Linked DNA regions of Oryctolagus cuniculus: region 2 is linked to region 1. A link is a contact called in public Hi-C data. All regions are on one chromosome and are shown on one strand. The core of a region is the stretch at or near the end of the contact, and the rest is flanking DNA. Distances in the headings are between cores, read along the strand shown. Region 1 holds the start of MFSD13A (major facilitator superfamily domain containing 13A). Region 2 holds the start of ELOVL3 (ELOVL fatty acid elongase 3).

Region 1 (3,240 bases), core at 310-2,809:
TGGGGCTTGAGTGTGGAAGGGGGATGAGATAGGACAGAGACGTTGACCAACTGTTCAGGCTTTGAAGATGGAGGGCTTCATGAGCAAACAGGCAAGAAGTAGATTCCCCCTGGAGCCTCCAGGCGGGCCGCAGCCCTGCCAACCCCCGGATTTTATCATCAAGACGCATTTCAGACTTCAGACCTCTGAACTGTGTGATAATGAATTTGCACGGTTTTAAGCCACTAAGTCTGGTAATCTGTAATAACAGCAAGTAGGAAACCAATACACCTGCCCGCTCCTATTTATAACTTGTCCCCTAAAGTCCCAGCACCTGAAAGGTGTCCAAGGCTAATCATGGGCCAAGCTCACTCCAGCCTGGAGTTCAGTAATGAGCCTGTGGGCTTGGCCACGTTTGCCACCTGTTTCCACTTGCCCAGGGGTATCAGATCACACCTGGGTGTAGAGTGGGGCAGCTGCGGACCCTGCTCAGTCAGCCCAGGAAGTCTGCATTTTTATTTTGGTCCCTGTGTGCTTGCTGAAGGCATTGGCTGGTCTAGGGGGGAAGTTTTCAGAGAAAACGAGAAAATTAAGGACCAAGCTGGTGTTTTTCAGCATTAGTCCATCCTGATTCCAGTAGCACACTCCTGATTTTTAGAGTTACACACTTGTTCTTAGTAAAATAGTCGGGGTCAGGGGGCACTGACTATTCCATTCCCCAGTCTCAGGTAGGGGGAGGGGATAGCGAGATCGTCTAATCACTGGTTCACTCCCCAAATGCCCGTAATGTCTGGGGTTGGGTCAGGCTGAGTCCAGGAACTGGGAACCCAAACCCTGCCTCCCACATGGGTGACAGGGATCCACCTACTCCAGCCATCACCTGCTGCCTCCCAGGTGCACACCAGTAGGGAGCTGGGTGGGGATGGAGTAGCCAGAACTATGGGATGCTTGCTGAGAGGCAGAGTTACAGACACAGGGAGAGACAGGGAGGAAGGTCTTCGATCCGCTGGTCCACTCCCTAAATGGCGGCAGTTCTTCCAGGAGGGAGCTGGACCGAAAGTGCAGCAGCCGGGACACTAACCGAGACCATGTGGGAGGCCAGCGCCACAGGCAGATGCTGAACCTACTACATCACAGCGTCACGGAGTTATTAGTAGGGGGAGGTTGTGCTGCGTGGTTGCGAGTTCAGGGCCTGGTGCCCACAACTAATCCTTGAAGGGCATCTGGGAGTCCCAGGCCGTGCCACTGCCCCCTCTATGTCTGCCTCAACTGTGCATCCAGTCAGAACACTGGCTTGAGGGAAGGTACTAGGTAGTCTTCATTCTAATTACTGAGCAAAGACATGCAGGAAGGAAGGGGGTGCCCAGGAAAACCTGGATTTGAAGTGCAATGACGTCAAGCCTTCGTGGAGGAGACAGAGCAGGGGAGGTCGGCAGCCATCCGGGCAACCTGCTTCCCATTTGCTAGTGGCCACTTTTCTCTTTTTGGTGCCTAAGGGCAAGCGCCCAAGACAAACATGGCGGCGACAGCCTCAGGCGCGGTCACCTGCCCGAGATGCGCGGAGCCAATCGTGGGGCGGGGGCGGAGGGGGAGGCTAGGGGAGGCTAGGGAGCCTTGGGCGCCGGGCGCGCAGGCGCGCTGGCTCGCAGCTGGCTCCTGGCAGCCCTGGAATTAGGCTTCGTCTGCCACGATTACGGTGAGAAGCTGGCCCGCGGCCGGACTGGGGGCCGATCTGACACGAACGACAAACCCAAGTGGGACGGGAATGCTTTCCGCTTCGGGGTTTTTGGGGTTGTCTGGGGCGGTCCTTGAGGTGATCAGATTGTGGGTTAGGAGAGTTCTGGGGCCAGGGGTCAGGGTGGAATCCCTGCAGAAGGGCTCTTCCGGGGGGAAGGGGACGCAATGGGCCAGGTAGCTCCCTGAGGGAGTGGGGTCGCGGGACGCAATGGGGCAGGCCGGGATCCATTCATTAATATAATGGCTCTTGACCCAGGTGGTGCAGGAGAACCATTTGGGGAGCTTAAAAAAAAAAACCAGCATGGGTCTGGGTCCCACTGAGATATTACGGTTTGAGAGGTCTGGGGTGAAGGCAGGGCCTCGGTTTGGTTGACCAGCTCCTCAGATGCTTTTCGTGAACCACAACACGTGTTCCAGTGCAGCTGTGGAGCGGGGAGCTCCGGGCTTGCTCTCCAACTCCTGAGGGGCTTGGGAGGGGCGTGGAGGGAAGCCGCTGGCTGTACTGACCCCCCGGGTGGGGGCGAGCGAGGGCCCTTCCCCAGCAGGGTGAAGTGAAGGAGCAGCAGCCGGAGGATGTGCCCTGAAGTATTTGGGATAATTGATAGACAGGCTCCCAAGGCCAGACCCTGCAGTGGGGAGGCTAGGCAGAGGCTGCACTGTGAAACAGGAAGTGCCACAGGCAACTCAGGTCCCTTGCGCGTTGAGAGGAGGGCATGCGTGACGTTTGCTTGGGTACTATGCCTTTCCATTTCAGTTGCCCATCTGATACCCCGAGGCCAGGCAGGGACGGACTGTTTTGTTTCACAGGTGCCGGCATAAGCTGACAGCTGGTTAATGATACCGCCCAGCCCAGAGCCGGGGTTCCTGACTCGGAATTCTGCTCCGCCGAGCTTTCCCTCTGCCCTGCCCTCTTCAGTGCAGCTCCAGGGCTTCGGAAGCAAGCACTTGGCCTCCTGATGCCTCTCGCCCCAGGCGCCCAGCCTGTCTGCTGTTCTTAGAGCCGTGGGTTGGCTCAGAAACCTGGGGGCTGCCGTGGTCTCCATGCCTTTCTAGCTCCTTTTCCCCCAGGAGCCCGATAGGGTGCAGGGGGAAGAGTGTGGCCCAGTGCCGGAGGGTGCCTTCCAAGCAGACCCCATTTTGCCCCGTGTCCTCGGGGTAGAATCTCGTGCAGGTTTACAAGGCCTCTGTGTCTGGCCCCGTTCTACCTCCCTGCTCTGAGCCCTCTTCCCAAGTTGCTTCTGCTTCTCTTAGCCCAGAGCTGTGCCTGGGGTGGAGGCTTGACAAATGTTGCTCCATGTTGTGCTCAGTACTCCTCCTTGTGCACCTGTTGCCTTGCTGTCTTCACACGGTTTCCTCAAGGAGCGCACCGGGCTTCCCCGGTTGTCTCCCCCTTTCACACCCACAGTCGAGCAGAGCCCAGCTAGGGCAGAGGGGTTCCTGGGGGTGGTGATCTGCTACCTGTGTGGTGAAGGCACCTGGTGGAGGCAGGTGCGGAATCGGGGAGGAGGGTAAGGAAGGCGCTTG
Region 2 (3,240 bases), core at 420-2,919, 230 kb before region 1:
CAAGAAAGAGAGGGAGGGAGGGAGGGAGGGAGGTAGAGAGAGAAATCTTTCATCCTCTGGTTCACTACTCAGATGGCCTCAACAGCCAGTGCTGGCCCAAGTCAAGGCCAGGAGCCAAGAACTTCATCTGGGTCTTCCATGTGGGTGTCAGGAACTCAAGTACATGAGCCATCATCTGCTGCCTCCCAAGCACATTAGCAGTGAACTGGATTGGAAGCAAAGTAGCCAGAGCTTAAGCCAGTGCTCCAATATGGGGTACAGGTGACCAAGTGACAGCCCAGCCTGCTGTGCCACAGTGCCCGCCCCTGTTGTTACTTTTGAAGGGGAATGACCTGAGCTGATACATGTTTTAGATAGATTTGGAGACACTGGAGAGGATAAAATGAGCCTGTTTTTATGTCCTTAGAAAGCAACCAAGAGTCAGAGATAGGACTATGAATAGGCTTATTATACAGTAAAATATTTACCCTTTATCCTATTTTTTTAAAAGATTATTTATTTGAAAGAGTTACATAGAGAGAGGAGAGGCAGAGAGAGAGAGAGTGGTCAGCCTCCCATCTGCTGGTTCACTCCCCAGTTGGCTGCAATGGCTGGAGCTGTGCTCATCTGAAGCCAGGAGCCAGTAGCCTCCTCCAGATCTCCCACGTGGGTGCAGGGGCCCAAGGACTTGGGCCAACTTCTGCTGCCTTCCCAGGCACAGAAGAAAGCCAGATCGGAAGAGGAGCAGCTGGGACTTGAACTGGCACCCATATGGGATGCTGGCCCTGCAGGCAGTGGCTTGACCTGCTGTGCCACAGCGCTGACCCCTATCTGTCCTATTTAAAACTATATGGGGGGTGGGGGGGGCGGCGCTGTGGCGTAGTGGGTTAAAGCCCTGGCCTGAAATGCCGGCATCCCATATGGGTGCTGGTTTGAGTCCCAGCTGCTCCTATTCTGATGCAGCTCTCTGCTGTGGCCTGTGAAAGCAGTAAAAGATGGTCCAAGTCCTTAGACCCCTGCACCCACGTGGGAGACCTGGAAGAAGCTCCTGGCTCCTGGCTTTGGATCGGCACAGCTCTGGCCATTGTGGCCATCTGGGGAGTGAACCAGTGGATGGAAGACCTCTCTCTCTGTCTCTACTTCACTCTGTAACTCTTTCAAATAAATAAAATAAATCTTAAAAAAAAAAAAAACTATATGGGACAAGGGTTGTGCAGCTGCTTATGCTGCTTGGAGAGTCTGCATCATACATTGGAGAGTGTGGGATCAGGTTCCACCTCTGCTTCTGATCCAGTTTCCCATTAATGCATGCCTGGGAAAAGCAGCAGTGATGGCTCCAGTACTTGGATTCCTACCACCCATGTGGGAGATCATGTGTGGATTGAGTTTCAGGCTCCGGGCTTAGCATGGCCCAGCTCGCTGTTGTAGGCATTTAGAGAATGAACCAGTGAATAGAAGACCTCTCTGTCTCTCTGTCACTCAGCCTTTCAAATTAATCAAAGTAAATTGACTAAAAGCTATATGCCTATTTCATGACTCTTCTGTTAGAAATGTTTGAATTGTGGTGAAATATACATAATGTAAAATTTACCATCGTAACCATTTTTAAAGTACAGTGCAGTAGTGCTAAGTACATTCGCATTGTTTTGCAACCAATCTCTAGATGATGGCTTTTAATTAATTTCATTGAATTTTATTAAAAAGAAGGTGAAATTTGTACAAAGCCACTTTTTCGGGTTGTAATTACTGATATTTGCTGAGTACTTTATACTTTGCAGTGCTAAGACAAAGTTTCCTGGAATCATCGCAAACGTCTTTTTGAGGAGGATGTTAAATAATCTCCGTTTCACAGGTGAGGAAGCAGAAGTCAAGAGATGTTTGGTGAGATCTTACCCAAGTTACCTGGCTAGTAAGTGGCTGGAAAAGGATCTGAACAGAAGAAGCATTCTGATGACCAGGCCACCTCTAACAGAAATGACGCAGCTTTGTGTCACAAGAAGGAATAAGGCATGACCTTGCCATTTCTAGATAAATGGTGGCTGGGAAGAGCAGCTTGCTTTGGAGGGAGAAATCAAATTGTGTTTGGCATATGTTTTGCTGAGGACACTGGCAGGAAGTACTGGTGGCATTGGAAATGGGGAGAGAAGCTGGGCTGAGAACACACAGACACCAGATAGCAGGAGAGACTGGTGTTTTATAAACCTCTCTGAGTTATCCAGATGCTCATAAAGCTTACGGTCACCACTTCTTCTGCTGTGTTGAGGCTTTTACAATGACAGCACAAAAGGCAAGTGTGAAAGATTTATCTGGGATAAACAGAGAGGTGGCGATTTCACCCCTTCAGTTACTCACGCAGCAAATGTTACCTGCATACCCAGTACGTGTGCAGTGTTAGGGGAGCGAGGTTGAGCAGAACAGACATGGTCTCTGTGTTTACGGAGCTCAAGGACCAGTGGGGGAAAGACATTGATCAAGGGGGGAAAAAAAGGGGGAGAAAAACAGCTACAAACGCTCACTGAGGGAAAGAAATACCCTGCTATGAGAGTAGTTTGTGTACAGTAAGGGTGCCAGACAGTCACAGCCGGGGACAGTTTCCCTTAGGAAATAATTTCTGAAGATTTTTCTCTTCCCTTCTTCCATACACACCGCACACACCTCTTCCATGCCTCACCATTACACTTCATGGGGACAGGCGATGTAAAATGTCTTCACTGGAGAGAATCTAGGGCTGACTGCATAGTCTCTGTGTGTGTTTGCAGACCTCCCATTTCCATGTGTCTGGTTCACAGTATCCTTCCATGGGCATTGTCAGACATGTCTGCTCATCGCAGCCTTGTGACCAGGCAGGCAAGGATGACTACCTGCGTGTTGCCGATGAAGAACGGGTGTCAGAGGCACCAGGAGTCACATGGCAAGCTAACGGTGGTGCTGATGCCTGAGTCTGAGTCTCAGAACACCTAGATGCTTGCTGTAGTTTGCATGTGGTTTGACTGTGTCCCCCAAAGGTTCATAGGCCAGCAGCGTGGTCCACAGTGTAACAATATTGAGGTGTTGGGGCCCTTAAGAGATGATGAGGTCACGTGCACCACCTCAGAAGGGTTTGCTGTAGTTCTGTCAGGATCAGGTGAGTTCCCTCCAAAGCAGGTTGTTACAGAGGGTGAGCCTGGTTCCTCCTTGCTCTCGTTTCCCTTCTTACCACGTGCTCCCTCTTGCACACCCTCCCACCAGGTAATGCCATCCACTGTTAGACCTCACCACAGG

The links. Hi-C and Micro-C count contacts between places; a contact is called where the count stands out from the background.
Region 2: a contact with region 1 is called in a Hi-C map of an unstated tissue, with 2.7 times the contacts expected there. The contact joins the promoter of ELOVL3 here to the promoter of MFSD13A in region 1. A contact is called at or near these places in 2 of 6 Hi-C or Micro-C datasets (ear pinna and an unstated tissue).

Annotation. Positions count from the first base shown.
Region 1 is chr15:27,505,986-27,509,225 of mOryCun1.1, reverse strand. MFSD13A (major facilitator superfamily domain containing 13A) reads left to right here and starts at 1,559. Exons shown (of 12, transcript XM_070057308.1): 1 at 1,559-1,675; 2 at 2,524-2,718.
Region 2 is chr15:27,737,741-27,740,980 of mOryCun1.1, reverse strand. ELOVL3 (ELOVL fatty acid elongase 3) reads left to right here and starts at 1,669. Exons shown (of 5, transcript XM_051824139.2): 1 at 1,669-3,240.